2 separate regions of the Hordeum vulgare genome follow, and region 1 is linked to region 2. The links are chromatin contacts, called in public Hi-C maps. All regions are on one chromosome and are shown on one strand. The core of a region is the stretch at or near the end of the contact, and the rest is flanking DNA. Distances in the headings are between cores, read along the strand shown. Region 1 holds the start of LOC123439954. Region 2 holds the start of LOC123443852 (probable inactive receptor kinase At2g26730).

What was found. Hi-C and Micro-C count contacts between places; a contact is called where the count stands out from the background.
Region 1: a Hi-C map of leaf shows a contact between it and region 2, with 2.5 times the contacts expected there. The contact joins the promoter of LOC123439954 here to the promoter of LOC123443852 in region 2. A contact is called at or near these places in 2 of 6 Hi-C or Micro-C datasets (leaf and seedling) and 1 of 1 datasets of contacts at active chromatin or transcription factors (embryo).

The regions. Positions count from the first base shown.
Region 1 is chr3H:358,130,222-358,136,322 of MorexV3_pseudomolecules_assembly, reverse strand. LOC123439954 reads left to right here and starts at 4,702. Exons shown (of 2, transcript XM_045116567.1): 1 at 4,702-4,900. The coding sequence starts at 4,702. It overlaps LOC123439955 (a long non-coding RNA gene), which reads right to left. Exons shown (of 2, transcript XR_006630232.1): 1 at 5,982-6,101; 2 at 4,464-4,882.
Region 2 is chr3H:357,808,507-357,814,733 of MorexV3_pseudomolecules_assembly, reverse strand. It overlaps LOC123443852 (probable inactive receptor kinase At2g26730), which reads left to right and starts at 4,197. Exons shown (of 2, transcript XM_045120391.1): 1 at 4,197-5,728. The coding sequence starts at 4,363.

The DNA of each region.
Region 1 (6,101 bases), core at 3,453-5,952, 320 kb before region 2:
AGTAATCAACACTACTAGCAACCTTACAAGTACCAATCGGAGTCGCGAGACGGAGATTGGTTACAAGTGATGAACTAGGGTTTGGAGATGAGATGGTGCTGATGAAGATGTTGATGGTGACGAGTCCCCTCCGATGAGATGAGTGTTGGTGATGACGATGGCGACGATTTCCTCTCCGGGTGGGAAGTTTCCCCGGCAGGATCGTCCTGCTGGAGCTCTAGATTGGTTCTGCTCAAGTTCCGCCTCGTGGTGGCGGTGAAACCACGAAAAAGCTCCTGCTTGATTTTTTCCTGGACCAAACCCTTCATATAGCAAAAGAGGGGGGCAAGTGGGCCAGCAGGTTGCCCACAAGCCCTGGCTTGTGGCCAACCCCTAGCGCCCCTCTGGCGCTTCTTCAGCCCAGTATTTTTTATAAATCCGGAAAAAAATCCTCGTTGATTTTTACGGCGTTTGGAGTTGCGCAGAATAGGTATCTCAAACTTGCTCCACTTTCAGGCCAGAATTCTAGTTGCCGGCATTCTCCCTCTTCATGTAAACCTTGCAAAATAAGAGAGAAAAGGCATAAGAATTGTACCGTGAAGTGAAATAGCAGCCCAAGAAGCGATAAATATCAACATGAAAACATGATGCAAAATGGACGTATCATCTAGTATCGTTGTTTTTTTTACCAATGCCCGAGGTAGATGAATTTGCGGAACTTCTTCTATATGTGTTGACAGTTGCAGGAAAGGTTTGTAGCTGATTCCATTGAGTAGGTTCTCAACCCGCAACTTGATGGGATAACTGTCGGTGCACTAATAATGGGGTACCCAGTGCCCCTGACTTATGTGCGGGCGTCGGAAGCATCACCTCTCAAGACCAACACCAACAGCCCAAGACGCTCCAAGAACCCCTGGCATCTACCGGGGGCGAAGGTGTAATCATCCTCACTAGGACCCGGCAAGGCGCCTCCCCGGCAGGCGTGGACCATCATGCCACAGCTCCACCTCATCGCTACACGAGTCACTTGTCGATGAGGTGTCGAGCCTCTAGATGGCTAGGTGGATCTCACTAGCTATGTGGCGCCGAGTCGAAACACAAGTTGCAACCTGTTGACACCCGTCTAGAGGCATGTCAAGACTTCAAGCCGTGGCCAGCTCATAGGCAGCAGAGGCCTGCCAGGAACGCACCCCGCTCGCCACCTAGGGCCGCATTTATGGTGCTCTGTCTTAAGTGTCAGAGTTAGGTATGATAGCACTTTTAGCTATCTGATCATGTCAGTTGCCACTGTGGATGCCCCTTGAACTATAAAAGGAGTCTCGAGGCAACCTAGCAAAGGATTTGGGTCTTTGGGCATTCGAGCGCTTAGAGATTTGACACTTGGTAAATTAGGCCCCCTTGGGATTAGAGCCAAGTGTAAGCATACACACATGCTAGCTCTCCCCGGCAACCCTTGTCGGGGAATAGCTCCATGTGAACTTCATCTTCCCCAATCAATCCATCAAAGCAGGAGTAGGGTTTTATACTTCACAGCGGCCCAAACCTGGGTAAAAATCCCGAGTCTCATCACTGTGTTGTTTCATAGTCTCCGCTTTTTGTGTGATACAACCTCCCCACCGAACCACATGGAGCCCGAAGGTCCCATAGGTGACCGTGTGCACACCTGCACCGACAATAACCAAGAAAGATTTCGAAAGTTCTCAGGTGGGAATTCAAGTAGTTACCTAGGCTATATTCCAACAGATGTATAATGTGAGGTGGGATTCGACATCTAGTGGATTCGTTTGTTTACGATCTTTCTTATAGAGGACAACCTCAATATGCTTTGTCACATATGCTCCGTCAACCCTTGTAGTTCACTACGCCTAGGGAGCATATTTGAGCATCATTTCAATATGACAATCCAATGTATGATCGATCCCATGCGAACCTTACCACGAAAATATCGGACGAAATATGTGCCATGAATTTGCTTCCGGCTTGTTTACTAAGCCTCATAATTTGTTTTGTTGGAATATGGTAATTCGAGTTGCTTCGACGTAAGTGTTAATTTCATATATTTCCTAAGTGGTGTACTCATATTTTTATGGGAATGCTAATCCATTTGTTCAACTGGAGTTGTCATGAAATTCTTTCAATCTGTGTGCTTCTCTTCAAGACAATTCAATCCTCTCCAATATTTGCAAGATCAATCCTCATATTTCTTTCCGGAGTTTGCCTCATATGTCCCAAGTTGTCTTTATTTTCCCCACCCTCCAACCTTTTTTCTTAAATGATTAAGTTACCATCCAAGAGAATTTATTTTCATTGATGCTTCCGCTATTTATTTTCTTTCTTCCATATTGTATCCGGTGATTTATTGTGAAGATGCTCAAGTGTTAAGTTCATCATTCTTCATTATTGTTTTCTTCTCCGTTGGATTCAATTCAAGATTTCGGTGCTCATCATATCCTTTCCATTTGTTAAATGATTTCATGTGTTGGAAATTCGTATCCAAGCCTCTCTTATTTATTCATCCCTCTCTTTCTATTCGGAGTGCACAAGATATATCAGAAGATTCGTGTTTTCATTCAATCCTTCAATTAATTCAAGATCTCTTCTCATCAAGTTTCATTTACCGGTGCAATCTCTCTTTTCTTAGCAATCATTTCAACAGTGTATTCTTTGAGTGGGCCCATAACCCACATGCTTGTCCCAGGATCTTACCCGACTCTTCTAATCTTTTCCGGAGATATCTAATTCTTTAAAGCATGACGTAAGTATGGATTCCATCAGTCACATTCCTTCTCAAGATCGCTTCAAATTATTTTCATCATTGGCTCAAATTTTTCCTTATTCATTGTTTCGGAGTGTCTGAATAATTCTTGATGGTGATTCTTGCCATCATTCTCAGCTCGGAAGACCGAAGGAAAGTTTCTCTTAATTCTTAGTCTGTTCTTTTGAAGATTCATGTTTCAGCTTGTTGCTATCCTTTCAAATTGTTTCCAATCATGAGTAATTCCTTCCATATCTATCTAGTGCATTTTAGTGTCGTGTTCATTTCTCGATCCTCCGAAGGCCAGAATTTCAGAAGACTTCTTCATTCTCAGCTTTCAGCTTTCATTCTCATATTCTTCTCAATTGTTGTCTCTTCGTTCATATCTCAATTATTTCGGTGCTTCGTTTAAGTTTTCTATTAGGCGGATCGTGGTCTATTCGTTCCCATGTATCTTCATTCATTCTTGGTATCCTCATTCATTTGTGAATTCCTCCGGTGTTGTCGTTGAAGACTTCTTCAAGTTTGTGCTCTTATCTCTCTTCAATCTTTTCAAGAACAATAAATAGTGTGCTTAATCCGTTGATTGTCATCAATTTAACTTGGTGAAGCACAAGCGCAACATAATAACACTAATAATTAATTTGATGCATAGGGAGTTAGCGCTACCTGAGGTTCGTTATTCAACCTAATACAGTGAGGGCTAGTGTTGATGATGCTGGTCCTAAATAGAGCACTATGTGGGGCCACCCCGGGGCAACTTGAGGATTTCTATCACGCCACTATACGCGTAGCTCATCTGGTAATGCCCTGGAAAAAAGATACGTGCGGCTCCTATTGTGATCTGGCCAGCGAGGCGGTCTTGTTGGGTTTGTTTTACTCTTATCAAAGGTCTCGTTCAGTGGGATATCGAGGATACCTCGGCTATCTCTAAGTTGAGCTTTTCTCTCCAGGGCAGCTTTTGGTAATTTTTGATGGACTAGTTGGAACACCTCTAGAGGGTTAAGTCTTTCGGAAAGCCATGCCCGCGTTTATGTGACAACTTGAAAACTTTGTTTAACATCCGGTCATAGTGAACTTGAAGTAAAATTAATTAAAATATGTCAACTGAGTGTGTACCCGTGACTGTCTCTTATCGTGAGTTCTGCATCCGAAAGAGGACACAGTGGGGTTGTGTTTGACTCATAAGTATGTGTTCAGGATCATTTCTTAATAAATATTAGTTCACGTCCATTTATAAATAGATCACCTCCTATTATTCGTGTATTCGTAAGTTAGCCACTTAAATAAATGCGTAGTTGCTTGCTGCAGTCTCACCACTTAACCATACCTCACACATTAAGCTTTGCTAGTCTTGATACCTTTGGAAATGAGATTGCTGAGTCCCTGTGGCTCATAGATTACTATAACAACAGTTGCAGGTACAAGTAAAACGATACTTTGACGTGAGCGCGGTGATTTTTCTATTTGGAGTTTTTCTTCCTCTTCTTCATCGATCATAGGATGGGTTCTAGGTCGGCAGCTTGGTATAGTAAGGATGAACATTGTTCTTTTATCATTTGTTTTCATCCATAGTCGGACCATGCTCTTCTACATGATGATTGAATATATTGTTGTATTGTGTTGTTCATGTTGTAGCTTGTGACCCGTGCAAGCCAATTCCTTATACTCATCTCTTCCATACATGTATTTGTAATGATATTCATTCTTGCGAAACGACGAGGTGCGCTTCTATCCCTGTCGAGACCCTCGTGCCAAAATAAAGATAGGATGAGTTACACATTGCCAGGGCCGGCGCCGGTCAGTCACGTCTAGCTATAGCCACGATTCCTCATGACCCGGTCTGCCGCCGCCCAGAACAGCTTCGGTGCCATCGCCCAGACCTATGCCACTGCGGCCCTCTCCTGCCGCCTAGAAGTGCTCTCCCGCCGTTCCTCAGACCTGCTGTGCCACCTCCGGCCAAACCTATGCCACCGCCAAAAACTGCTCTCCTATGTGTCCTCGAGCTCCCACTTCTACCTCTCCTCGAGCTCCGACTACACCTTCTCCTTGTGCTCCGGCTGCTGCTTCTCCTCGAGCTTCCACCGTTAGAGCTCTGCTATCTTCTGTCCTTCTCCCGTGCCCCTACTGTTGCTGCTCCTATGCACTCTGAAGGGAAGGTACAAAGTAAGTTCAATCAAATTCACTCTTAATTTTAGAGCAAATCAAAGTGAGACAAGATTGTTGGGACTCCTCGGATGTTTGATTACTTTGGTCAGTTTGCTTCTCCTAGACATCAACTAGAGTTGAACAAAATGGTGACTGAACAAATCTTTTTCAGTGAGTTTTCTGAACAAAATGTATGATAACTACAAAATTCAGAATGGTGACTGAATTTGACTTAATTCAGTATGCCGAGGAGTAGATGGAGTTAGATGGAGCTGTATGAAGCAATATCAAAATTCAGAATGGTGACTGAATTTTAACTGAATTTTTAGTAGGCAAGTATAATTGAATTTTCAGCACATATACAGATGAACTTTATACAACATGACCATTTTAACCATAGGAGTATTTTAAAAATACTCCAGCAAGGAGTAATGTGTAAATTTGGAGTAAATTTTGAGTATGAAGTAAATGAAGGTACCTCAAAAAATATGGAGTAATGCATAAATTTGTACTCTAGCAAGTTTACTTCATACCCAGTTTAAAATTCAGATTACTGTTATATGACAGTAATTCAATTTACATTTCAATGACAGTACTCCAACAAGGAGTAATTCAGTACTTGGATTAGCTTGGACTAACACCGATCATGCAAACATCAGCACCCATTGTTAAAAAAATCCAATTATTTGTCTTTTTTCCTTCGGTAAGCAAGTATAGGCCCTGAACCCAGTTGCACTTGGGGTTATCTAGCTGATGGATAAGCTGATCAGCTTCACGTTTCACTTTCTTCCTCCTTTGCTGTGGACTTGGGGTTATCTAGCAGATTTGCATGCATCGTTGGTTGGTTAGAAAAATAACTAACCTAGCAAGGTATCATGTGGCTCTAGACTAGCAGTAAGTTTGTCAAAATGTTGGTCAAGGTGGCAAAATTTTGCGAAAGGAAGTTGGCACATCTATCATGTGAATAATTACAGAAGGAAGTTAATCTTCTCTTAGCAAACATAGCAGAAAGTAAGAAGCAAAACAAATGGGTAAACTGCATTTGGTAAAGATGGTAGTAAATTCAGTTAACTACTATGTCAAAATTCAGTTAACTCACTTGTGAAATGAGTTTTAAATTTCCTTGCAATAAGAAGTACACTTTGAGCCTGTTGGGCAACCATCCAGCTCCGTAAAATAGGGGAGCGAACGGTGCACCACTTCCGCGACTCCAAGAAAA
Region 2 (6,227 bases), core at 2,948-5,447:
TGCGGCGTAACTCGTGCAGAGAGTACGGTACGCAGCAGCATTTTGGAGCATAATATCCCGCGTATATACAGTCCCGTCCGTGGTACGACGGAACCTTTTTTTTAGGATGAAAACTGCTTTATTGATCACTAATACGAATTACTGGAATAATAGTGGTATCAAAAGGTTCGAGTAGCCACACATGGCGTCCCTCCCCTAAATGCAAAGCATATCTAGCTAAGCAATAATGTTAGACATACAAAAACTTACAAAGGTTTACTTAACCTTCCAAACTAACTCTTCTCTTCCCCCCTGATTTTCAGTGAGGGTGGGGCCCCTCATCCCTCAATTACCAATTACAATCTTACACATCAATTAATACGTAAAATCTTTACGTAAGCCTTTGTAGGTGTAGCATTACTCCTAGCTAAGTGGTGAGCTTCCATGTTGGATAATCTTCCTTCATGGGTAAACAAAATGTGTTGAAAGTCACTCTTGCCATCTAATATTTCCTTGATAATAGGGCCGGTTACTCCTTCAGATCTAGAGTTGATATCTTGGATAGCATTCAGGCAATCAGAAGCCACTGCAATCTTTTGCAGTAGTAAGTCTCGACCCGAAGCTTGAGCTTCGTGGCATGCAAGGGTTTCCAGAATTAGAGGATCAATTAAACCATGGAAGACAAGTGCGGGTGAGCCCAGATAAGCTCCCTGCTCGTCCCTGCATACTGCACTAATCGCTCCTATGGGAGGAGCTTTGCAGACTGCGCCGTCGACATTGATCTTTGTCCAACCCGCAGGGGGCTTGATCCATCGCCGAGTATTGGAGTGCACTGGTGTAGGGGCTGATCTTGGTGATGGCTTGTTCAGTTCCAAGTCTGTTAAATAGCGGTTGACAAAGGCTAGTGTAGCTCCTGGGCTTTGGTGTTCTCCTTCATGAATTAACTTACGTCGGGCGTACCAGATCGCCCAGAGTGTTACCGTGATCTTGGTCATCTCGATCGCAGACACTGATGAGCGCATGGAGAATAGCCAAGACTTTGCGTCTGGTTCTGCAGTCGCCAACATGTGTTCTACTAACTCTCGATTATGCAGTACCCAGACACAGCGCGCCATGGTGCATGTAAGCAGGGAGTGGATCCAAGAATCCTCTGCCCCGCATACCGCACAGGCCCGGGTAGGTGCCATATTGCGGTGGTGTCGAACATCTGTTGTGGGTAGAGAAGTCTGGGCCAATCTCCATAAGAAAATCTTGATTTTGGAAGGGACCTGGATCCGCCACAATTCATCCCAGCATTTCCTCTCTCTGGTGACATCCGCCGGGCCGCCATTGCCTGCGAGCCAAGCTTCCCTTCGGAGCTTAGTAGTTATGAGCATGCGATAACAAGACCTGACAGTAAACAACCCTTTCTTCTCCTGTGACCATGACCAGTAATCTTCATAGTGTCGGGTGCTAAGAGGGATGTTGAGAATCACATCCGCATCAATCGGTAGAAAAGTTGAGGTGATCAACTCCCGGTTCCACCTGGCTGATGTGTGATCAATGAGCTCGGCCACCATGGTGGGACGTTGGGCCGTGAGACATGCAATAGGTCGCATGGAAGCAACTTCCGGGAGCCAATTGTGGTTCCATATCTCTGTGGTTGAGCCGTCCCCGATTCGTTTGATCAGTCCTAGCCTGAGAATTTCGTTCCCCTCGATGATTGCTCGCCATATTTGTGAAGGGTTATTCCCGAGCTGAGAATCCAGGAAGCAAGTAGAGGGATAGTATCGTGCCTTTAGGATCCTGCCCCTTAGGGAATCCGGAGCCTTGAGCAGACGCCAAGCTTGTCGAGCAAGTAAGGCTAGGTTAAATAGTTCAATATCCTTAAAACCCAATCCACCTTCATACTTAGGCTGTGTCATCACCTCCCACGATACCCAGCTGGTCTTCCTTTCATCGGGAGGCACAATCCACGGGGCAATTTAAAGCATGCCATAGAGAAAACCGGGACTGCTTGCGCAATGGACTTTATAAGAACTTCTTTCCCTCTTGAGGATAATATCTTTTCCATCCATCCTTTCACTTTATCCCAAAACCCTACCTTTCAGATATTTAAACGCCCCATTTTTGCTGCTGCCAACATCTGTGGGCATGCCCAAATATTTGTCATTCAGACTCTCATTGTGCACATTGAGAATGTTTTTGATACTCTCTTTCTCTGCATCTGAACACCCTTTGCTGAAGAAAATGGAGGACTTAGATTGGTTAATTCTTTGTCCCGAAGCGTTACAATAGGTTTCCAACAAAGAAGATACCATAGTAGCTCCCTGACAGCTCGATTTGAAAAACAGCAGGCTATCATCAGCAAACAGTAAGTGGCTTACCGACGGAGCCGTTGGTGCCACTTTAATTCCGTGAATAGGCGATGATTCATTGTGGTTTTTGAGGAGGCACGAAAGGCCCTCTGCTGCCAACAAAAAGAGATAGGGTGATAGTGGATCTCCCTGTCGAATTCCTCTCGTAGGACTGAATTGTTTAGTTTCTTCCCGTTAAATAAGACTGAGAACGTAACTGAGCTCACCATCCGCATGATAAGATCAACCCAAGATGGTGCAAAACCCAGTTTGGTCATCATAGCGCTCAGATATGTCCATTCCAACCGGTCATATGCTTTCATCATGTCTAATTTCAAGGCACAAAACCCATTCCTCTTCGATTTGCTTCGTTTCATAAAGTGCAGACATTCATAAGCAGAAATTATGTTGTCTGTAATGATTCTTCCTCCAACAAAAGCTGATTGTTCTTCGGATATGATCTCAGGGAGGATGGATTTCAATCTATTTGCTAGGACCTTGGATGCTATTTTATAAAGGACATTACAAAGACTGATAGGACGGAATAGGGTGAGGAGTGTGGGGCTTGTTACCTTTGGTATCAATACCAGAATAGTTTCGTTCAGTATGGCCACATCATCTTCTCCTCTCAGAATTTTTAAGGTGACTGCAGTGATGTCGGTGCCACATACATTCCAGTGGCGTTGGAAAAAATGGGCTGGAAATCCATCAGGCCCTGGCGCTTTGGTGGGTGCCATTTGAAATAAAGCTTCCTTCACCTCTTCTTGAGTAAACTCTGATGTAAGCAGATTATTCATCTCCGGGGTAACTTTACGTGGAACCCTGTTAAGTACGTCCTCCATATTGGATATACCTTCGGATGTCTAAAGATGTTTGTAGAAATCGGTGATCATATGCTCTAGCTCAACAGCATTATCAACTGTAGTACCATCCTCACGTACCAGAGACTGGATTCTGTTTTTGCGTCGACGCTTGCATGCCCGTAGATGAAAGAACTTTGTATTTCTGTCGCCCTCTTTGAGCCATGATACCCGAGACCTTTGACGCCACATCACCTCTTCTGTGAAATAGAGCTCGGACAGTCTATCCCTGATTTTTTATTTCAACTCTAGAAGGTTGGGTACGTGTTTGATCTGCTCGTAGGTTTGCTAGATCTCCATTCAGACGTTTTATCTCCTTCCGGACGTTACCGAAAGTATTTGTATCCCAGCGCCCGAGCCCTTTTGACAGCGCGTCTATCTTCCTTTTTAAATCTGCTGCTGAGACCACTCCAGAGCCCTGCCAATGTTGTTGCACCTCCTCTTGGAAACCATCATGCGATTCCCACATCATCTCATACTTAAAAGTTCGTTTCACGGGGTTGCTCAGTAGGCTTTCAGTTTCAAGCAAGATAGGGTTGTGATCGGATGTTGCTGCCACCTTGTGCACTAATCTGGCACTCGGGAATATAGACAGCCACCCCACAGTAGTTAAAGCTCTGTCTAAGCGTACGCGGGTATAGGTTCCTCCTGCGACCCTTCTTTCAAAGGTCCATCTCGGTCCAGTGAATCCTAGATCAGAGACCGCACACATCAACAGCATCACGGAAACCGTTGACCTGTGTCAAGCTGCGGTGGCTTGATCCTTCGTACTCGTCCAAGCGCAAGATCTCGTTGAAAATCCCGGAACCAACATGCTCGAACGCGTGAGGGTGACCCGGCCAGCCCAGAAACCAACAAGCCCAAACACATGGCTCGGCATCCACAGAAAGAATCAGATCACGAGGCAGCGCGGCACACGGACGCACGGACGCACACCCGACGCCGTCACGGACGCGCGCACTGTGGCAGTGTGTGTGCGCGCCATTTCGAGCCAGTGGCAGTGCGTCGTCGATGCCAGCTACTAGTCGCCAGTCAGTCACCGCATAAAACTCTCCCCGGCGCGCACATTCCCACTCCCTTCTTCCCCAAATCCACGCCCCCCAACAAATAAGCCGGCTCCGGCTCCGGCTCCGGCTCTGCTCCCCAATGCCTTCTTCATAGACGCGCCCACCCGTCCGTCCGTCGCAATGGCCGTGCCCCGCGCGTCCGCGGCGGTGCTGTTGGCGGTCGTCGCGTCGCTCGCATGCCTCGCCTTCGCGGAGCCGCCGCCGAGCGAGCGGTCCGCGCTGCTGGCGTTCCTCACGGCCACGCCGCACGAGCGGAAGCTCGGCTGGAACACCTCCACGCCGGCCTGCACCTGGGTCGGGGTCACGTGCGACGCCGCCCAATCCACCGTCCTGCAGCTGCGCCTCCCGGGGGTCGGCCTCGTCGGCGCCATCCCACCGGCCACCATCGCCCGCCTCCCCAACCTCCAGGTGCTGTCGCTCCGCTCCAACCGCATCATCGGGACCATCCCCGACGACTTGCTCCAGCTCTCCAGCCTCCGCGCCATCTTCCTGCAGAACAACATGATCTCCGGCGCCATCCCGGCGGGGGTCGCCAAGCTCGCCGCCCTCGAGAGGCTCGTCCTCTCCCACAACAATCTATCAGGCCCCATCCCCTTCGCGCTCAACAGCCTCACATCCTTGCGCTCTCTGCGCCTCCAAGGCAACCGCCTCTCCGGCAAAATCCCCAGCATCGCCAACCCGGAGCTCAAGGATTTCAACGTCTCCGACAACAGCCTCAACGGCTCCATTCCGCAGGCCCTCGCGCACTTCCCGGCGGACGCCTTCGCCGGGAACCTCCAGCTCTGCGGCAAACCGCTGCCCCCTTGCAGCCCATTCTTCCCGTCCCCATCGCCGGCTCCCGGGATGAGCCCGGGCGACGAGCCCGGGGCGGTGTCTAACAAGAAGAGGAAGCTCTCAGGCGCGGAGATTGCCGGCATCGTCGTGGGTGCCGTGGTCGTCGCCCTGCTCCTGCTTGCCGCCATCCTGCTCTGCGCGAGGTCCCGGCGGCGGAGAGGCGCCCGCGAGGGACAACCAAAGGGCACATCCGCGGCGGCGGTGGGGGAAGCAAGAGGAGTCGCTCCGCCGGCGTCCGGCATGACGTCATCGTCCAAGGACGACATGGGAGGCGGCACCTCAGGGTCGGCGGCTGCAGCGGCGGTGGCCGCCGGCGCCGGCACGGGGGAGGCGAGCCGGCTGGTGTTCCTGGGAAAGGGCGCGGGGTACAGCTTCGACCTGGAGGACCTGCTGCGCGCGTCGGCGGAGGTGCTGGGGAAGGGGAGCGTGGGGACGTCGTACAAGGCGGTGCTGGAGGAGGGGACGACGGTGGTGGTGAAGCGGCTCAAGGACGTGGCGGTGGCGCGGCGCGAGTTCGACGCGCACATGGAGGCGCTGGGCAGGGTGGAGCACCGCAACCTCCTCCCCGTCCGCGCCTACTACTTCTCCAAGGACGAGAAGCTCCTCGTCTACGACTATCTCCCCAACGGCAGCCTCTCCGCCATGCTCCACGGTCAGCCTACCATCATCATCATCATCTTGTTTTCTTTTCTGAAACCAAATATACGTCGCCGCCCGCCCTTGTCACCGTGATCGCCGTCGCACTCGCAGCATCACTGCTCACTGCATTGCCTGCTACCCGCTTTGCCTGGCTAGGATTGCTGCGTCGTGTGCGCCATCATAGGCAAAAATTAGGCCGGCGTCGCGCGAGAAATTCATCAATAAGTGATGGTACTACTCGTTCACGCTACCGACGGGGACACACAGAATGGCACCGTGCAGTGCAAGATTCTGCCGGAATTGTCCGGCATTGATGGTCGTCCGCAAGCAGGTGGCTACACCTACACCTAGGCTACATAGAACGGTAGATGCGCGGCAGTTTAATTACTGGAAAATTCCTCTCGCCATGGCGGAAAAGAGAGAGAATTCGATGTGACCAGCATGTGTCGGGGAAGTAGTTGTGGCGCGCTTTTTCCCTGCTCTCTCTCTCTCTTTTCGGCGATGTTCCTTTT